2 separate regions of the Drosophila melanogaster genome follow, and region 2 is linked to region 1. The links are chromatin contacts, called in public HiChIP or PLAC-seq maps. All regions are on one chromosome and are shown on one strand. The core of a region is the stretch at or near the end of the contact, and the rest is flanking DNA. Distances in the headings are between cores, read along the strand shown. Region 1 holds the start of g (garnet). Region 2 holds the start of CG16952.

Region 1 (2,856 bases), core at 187-2,686:
GAGTAAAACAACAAACATATCTGAGAATCGTCGTGGGGCTATCAGTTTTATGCCCACAGCAATAGAACAAAAATAAAGAAAAACACAAATTCCAAATCATACAGTGGCGGGTAGAATAATAGTGTTGTTGCATTAATTCCGATGCAGTTGTTAATAAAATCGAATGTAAATATACAAAGTTTGATTGTTTACTCTTCATTTGTGCTGTACAAAATGGAAATATAATGGCCGCCTTAAGTTGTTTACATGAAAAGTTATATGGAAACTGCGCTAGCTGATGAGTAACATTTAGTTGAGATTAAAAATGCACAATTTTCAATTAATATTTATTTTTTTATCTTACTGAAACGAATGAATGCTATAATTTTAAGCACATTTGTAAATCAGCGCTTACAGTGGACCACACAAGAGCAAAAATAACAATCGAAATGCGCAGTGGAAGATATAGAAATCGAATTCAATCAAGAGCCACTTATTTTTTTGTTTACGTAGACAAACTTAGTTATTCTTGCATATATTCTTATTTCTCAATTGTTCTTGTTGCACGATATGCAAACCATAACTGGATGGAAACTGATTTTTTGGCAATTTATTTATTATTATTTTTATTGCATTAATATTTGCAATTACTAACAATCGAAGCAAATGAAGCTACAATTTTATTTTTGCAAATCACACGCAATTTTCTCTCCGTGTGAAAACTCAAGTACCGTTAGCCGATCCTGCCAAGCATTCTGATAAGGACCGAATAAAAAGACCAACGGCGGGGGAATTAACGTGGGTAAATATTTGATAAAAGCCACTTGCTAATTAATTTGGTGCGTTGGGAGTTTCTGCGTTCGGTTTTGTGGTTCTTTTCAAGCTTTTCCTGCTTTTCCTTTTGCACTGTTGGCAGATGCCAAAACATTCACACACACAAACACACAGCCACTTTCACCCACACACACACACACGCACACATGCAAGCACACCAAACTCTAATAAGATTCCCTTAATGCAAACGAAATTTGTCAGCCAATTAGCGAGTTCTAATTGGACGCACAGCTGGGCCGCTTGGGGGGGGCGTGGCAGTTGGAGGACAGCTGTTTTGGTGGGCGGTGGAGGCGGGGCTGCACGCTTACCTCATTATCCTTGTTGTTCCTAATGCCGCGCACCAAATCGGTGAGGTTTTTATCAAACATACGCTCGAAAAAGTTACCCTTCACTTTTTTCAGTGCCATGTTTGCAGTTGCTGTTGTTTTTGTTTTTCTTTTTGCTGCACTCCGTGGCGTTACTTTGATTTGCAATCGGTGTCTCGATTGGGAAATTGGGCTATTTTGGCGAAGCGATTTCAGCACATCACCGGCGGCAGCACAAAGCACTCACTTCCGTCTTTTTCCGATTTGTTTTCGTTTTTTTTTTAACTTTAATACGCTCGCAAACTAGAGGTGGTACGCAAATTTGTGTTTAATCGATACTATCGATGTTTGCTGCACGTTGGTGGTTGGCTACGCTGAATAGTAGGTGGCTGCACTCGCTAGCGGTGAAATGTTAACCGCTTCGTGGACTGTCGATAACTCGCTGCGCATTCGATTACAAAACCGTTTTGAGATCAGAAAGTTTGAGTGAGAGTGAGAAGGAAATAATATAAATAACTGAATATTTCGGCTTTCTTTTTATACGCATTTACAATAATTGAATAAATAACTATTACACTCTTATAACCCAAATTTTTGTAATTTATAATAATTAAATAGAGACGGAAACTTTCAATGCAAGTTGCGTTTATTTCGAGCTCGCATTACGGTTTAAAACTGTTCAAAACATTAACTTTTTTAAAACATTCTTTTAAAGTACGTAACATTCTCTTATTCTCTTTAATTACAACATGGCAATTGGCAAATGCACTTACGAAAATCTATTTCAACTAAGCTTCGATGTAAAAAAAATTATGGGATTCGCAAACAAAATAGAACGTTGCGTTTTTCGACAAACAAATTGTCGCTTAATACTTTCGTTACAACTACTCAATAATTTTGTATTGGAGATATCTTAAGTTGATGGCTTGCAGCCAGGCGATTGACGGCAAAGCTTGAGATATATATGTATAGAGGTTGTTTTCGATTCGAAGGCTTAGTTAATAATTGGATTAGTTTGTTTGGTTGGATTGGCTCCAATGATATCGAGATATCTCAAATATTTAGCAGCAATTGAACTGAATGGAGTGCTGATGCTGTATGGGATTTGGGATTTGGTATGATGTATGGACACTGGGATAAACCGATTGCATGGACATTGGTCGCTATTCCTGAGTGGACGGCGTACATATCACGAAGCGACTGTTCACGGCGAACACATTGCTCATGCGCATGTGCTCGAAGGTCAGGGGTTTGCTCAAATTGGTGTCCCTCTTCTTGTAGTACTCGTTGAAGTCCAGCCGAGTGCCAAAGAGCTGCAAATTCGGATCGTCGCTAGAGTTGAGAGACATTAGGAAAGTGCTGACAGCCTTTTCGTAATCGGTTGCTATGACTTCTAAGCCGCGGCAGGCGATGTCCATCTTTTCGGCAAATATCTTCGCCTCCTGGTCGCGCTGCAGGATCATCTTGTTGGTCAGTCCGTAGACACCCTTCTTTTCCGATTTCTCCACAATTTTGGACAGTTCCTTGCGGGCATTTAGCTCCTTAAAGCAGTCCTTGTAAAAGCTCGACTGCCACTTCTCCAATTCGATAATGTTCTCGTACACCACCTCCAGCGAATGCTCCACACTCGCTTTGTTGCTGACAAAACAGCCCACCAAAATCGTTTGCAGAAACTTCTCGTGAGCTTCCAGGATTTCGTCCAACGTAGTAGCCTTCTGCATCTTCTTCTGTAGCTCCA
Region 2 (2,856 bases), core at 115-2,614, 2.1 Mb after region 1:
AACGACAACTTCGAGATCGTCGAGGGTCTGATGACCACCGTTCATGCCACCACCGCTACCCAGAAGACCGTCGATGGACCTTCCGGCAAGTTGTGGCGTGATGGACGTGGCGCTGCCCAGAACATCATTCCAGCTTCCACTGGAGCTGCCAAGGCCGTGGGCAAGGTTATCCCCGCCCTCAACGGTAAGCTCACCGGAATGGCATTCCGTGTGCCCACTCCCAACGTTTCCGTGGTCGATTTGACCGTGCGCTTGGGCAAGGGTGCGTCCTATGATGAAATTAAGGCCAAGGTTCAGGAGGCCGCCAACGGACCCCTGAAGGGTATCCTGGGATACACCGATGAGGAGGTCGTTTCTACCGATTTCCTCAGCGACACCCACTCGTCGGTGTTCGATGCCAAGGCTGGCATTTCGCTAAACGACAAGTTCGTGAAGCTGATCTCTTGGTACGACAACGAGTTTGGCTACTCCAACCGCGTCATCGACCTGATCAAGTACATGCAGAGCAAGGATTAAATGTGGAACACCAAGAACACTACCCACCCACACTCTACGTAAAAGTTAAAGATTAGGGCGCGGTAGAATGGGGTGAGACACTTCAGAAACGGCCTGAAAATGGCATCACATAACTTATATATATATTGCTCCCCGGTGGAGCATCACCTACATACATATGCGCTATGCTCTGAAATGCTACTGTTTTCGCTCTTCAATTACCAGCCACATTGGAAAATTATTAATATAATACATCCATTATACACATAAATATGTTTACTGTTGTTGAATAAAGTTTCACTCTGTGTGTAGTTTTAAAAATGCCGACTCATAAGCATTTAAATATTTATTTTTGCCTTTTTATTTGGTATAAACCGTTGAAATACCTAAAATAGTATGAGTATTACTTTAAATTGTTTTTTTCATTTGCTATATTTGGAAGTAATATATATATAACAGAAATGTGTCGATATTTTTTTTAAGTCGATTGGTTTTTGAATGATTACATAACTTGTTAAAGTTTTCAAATAATTTTAAATGAGCCTGATTCTATGGTATTGTTATCGGCAAAAATCGGGCTTTTACAGATTTCGATAAGAGCGACCTTAAACCCTTCAGTTGAAGCAATGTATAAACAGAAGTTATCGATATTTGGAGAGACTAACGGTGGCATATTGTCTGTGTAAGCCTGGCTTTTTGGATACATTTCTGAGAAAATAATGTTTCTCTGCCGATTTATATTTGCATAATTGGCAAATATAATCAAATATTTTGGTTGACTGCATCATTTCAACAGCACTTCACCATTATATCGTTATCGATATTTAATCGCTTGCTATACCGTCTTTTCGATTAATTTTCTCACACGGGCACACTAATTTTCAGAACATTTTAATACTGGCATGTAAATAAAATAATCAATTGATGAAACCTTAAAATAAAATGTGAATTATTCAACATGCAGTAGCAACAAACGGACACAAATCAGCATAAGAGTTCAAGACTTCTGGTTCTTGATGAATGTAAATGAAAGTTACCGAGTGAAAACGCCATAACTTGTGTAAAACTGACGGGGCGAACAAAGAGTATGTTTTCCGAGCGAATTTAACGATTGTGCAGTGTGTGTGTGGTACACATTTTCCCCAACGAAATATAATGAAACATAAGTGCATCGGGTAAAATCATCTCGAGTTCACATCTTACGTATGTGCGTAGTGAACATAAATCTGTATACATATTGGTATATACATATGTATGTATGTTGGAGATATACGTGCGGACGCTTTAATAATTAATATTTATAAACGGTGGCTAAACATTTCGAATATCTTTGTTAACATTATACCGTAACTTGTAATGTTTTTCAATGCAAATTGTACACATGTATAGAAATTTTAATAGATGTTCAGTTGCACATGTGCAACAGTGCGTTTCTCTATACATATGCTCATCTATTTTTGTGCATGTAATTTTAACATTTCAATGTTGTTCATGAATGAGTTTTGGAAAATATAGTCCAATTTAAATAGCGGTTAAAAATGCTGGAAAAAGTCTTGTAAGAATGTGTATTTGGCTGCAGATGTGAACTGTTTATACATACATATACATATGTACATATGGCACTGTCGTATTGGCAACTTCGTGTGTACATAAGAGTATATATGTGTGTATGTATTTTGTGGATTTAAGAGAAACGAAATATTAGAATGTAAAGTGCTTGCTTTTAATGGTTTCAAAAATGTAACAGTGGAAGTTTGTAAAAAGATTCATAATATTTCTACTTTTGCTTAACAAATTCCCTTCAAATGCAAAGCAAATGCTTGCTGTTACAGCTTTAAAATGTGATTTTCTTATTTTTCTAAGTGGGAATGTCCCATTTAGTTTCAAATATATACATACATATGTGGGTCAATGTAGCACCTACTCAAAAATCTATGTATGTACATAATATAATGGTCCCACTTTTCGTTGTTTATTTTGTCGATATGTTGCCATGTATGCGTGCATGTGTGTGCTAATTTATATCTTTTAAAACAATATCTTCCAGATAAACAACATTATTTAGGCTCGAAACAAATTTTTCAAGGCTAAACTTTCCTGCAAACATGAATAACTTTTGGGGGCTCTAGGATTTTAAGCTGGCCAATCGGTTGGCTTCTTATCAAAAACAGTAAACAATTGGATCTCGAAGACTGAATGCAATAGCACAGGTTTGTACTGGTTATTTAAATAAGGTATATGAAAAACTAAAATTAACAAGAGATTCTCTCCAAAAACATTAAAAATGCATGTCCTGCGAGTTTTTTACATGTGAGGGGGCGGAAAAGGCGTGGCCACAACTTGAAACAACTGTTAACTTTT

Evidence for each region. HiChIP or PLAC-seq counts read pairs in DNA pulled down with a chosen protein or histone mark.
Region 2: a contact with region 1 is called in an H3K27ac HiChIP or PLAC-seq map of the Kc167 cell line, with 4 times the contacts expected there. The contact joins the promoter of CG16952 here to the promoter of g in region 1. A contact is called at or near these places in 13 of 107 Hi-C or Micro-C datasets (the D17-c3 cell line, the Kc167 cell line, the ML-DmBG3-c2 cell line and 5 more) and 1 of 6 datasets of contacts at active chromatin or transcription factors (the Kc167 cell line).

Annotation. Positions count from the first base shown.
Region 1 is chrX:13,734,821-13,737,676 of dm6, forward strand. g (garnet) reads right to left here and starts at 1,437. Exons shown (of 13, transcript NM_001272599.1): 1 at 1,122-1,437. The coding sequence starts at 1,220. Grip91 (Gamma-tubulin ring protein 91) reads right to left here. Exons shown (of 5, transcript NM_080180.4): 5 at 1,750-2,856. The coding sequence ends at 2,282.
Region 2 is chrX:15,868,819-15,871,674 of dm6, forward strand. It overlaps CG16952, which reads left to right and starts at 1,365. Exons shown (of 6, transcript NM_001298375.1): 1 at 1,365-1,670; 2 at 2,543-2,705. It overlaps Gapdh2 (Glyceraldehyde 3 phosphate dehydrogenase 2), which reads left to right. Exons shown (of 2, transcript NM_080714.4): 2 at 1-843. The coding sequence ends at 516.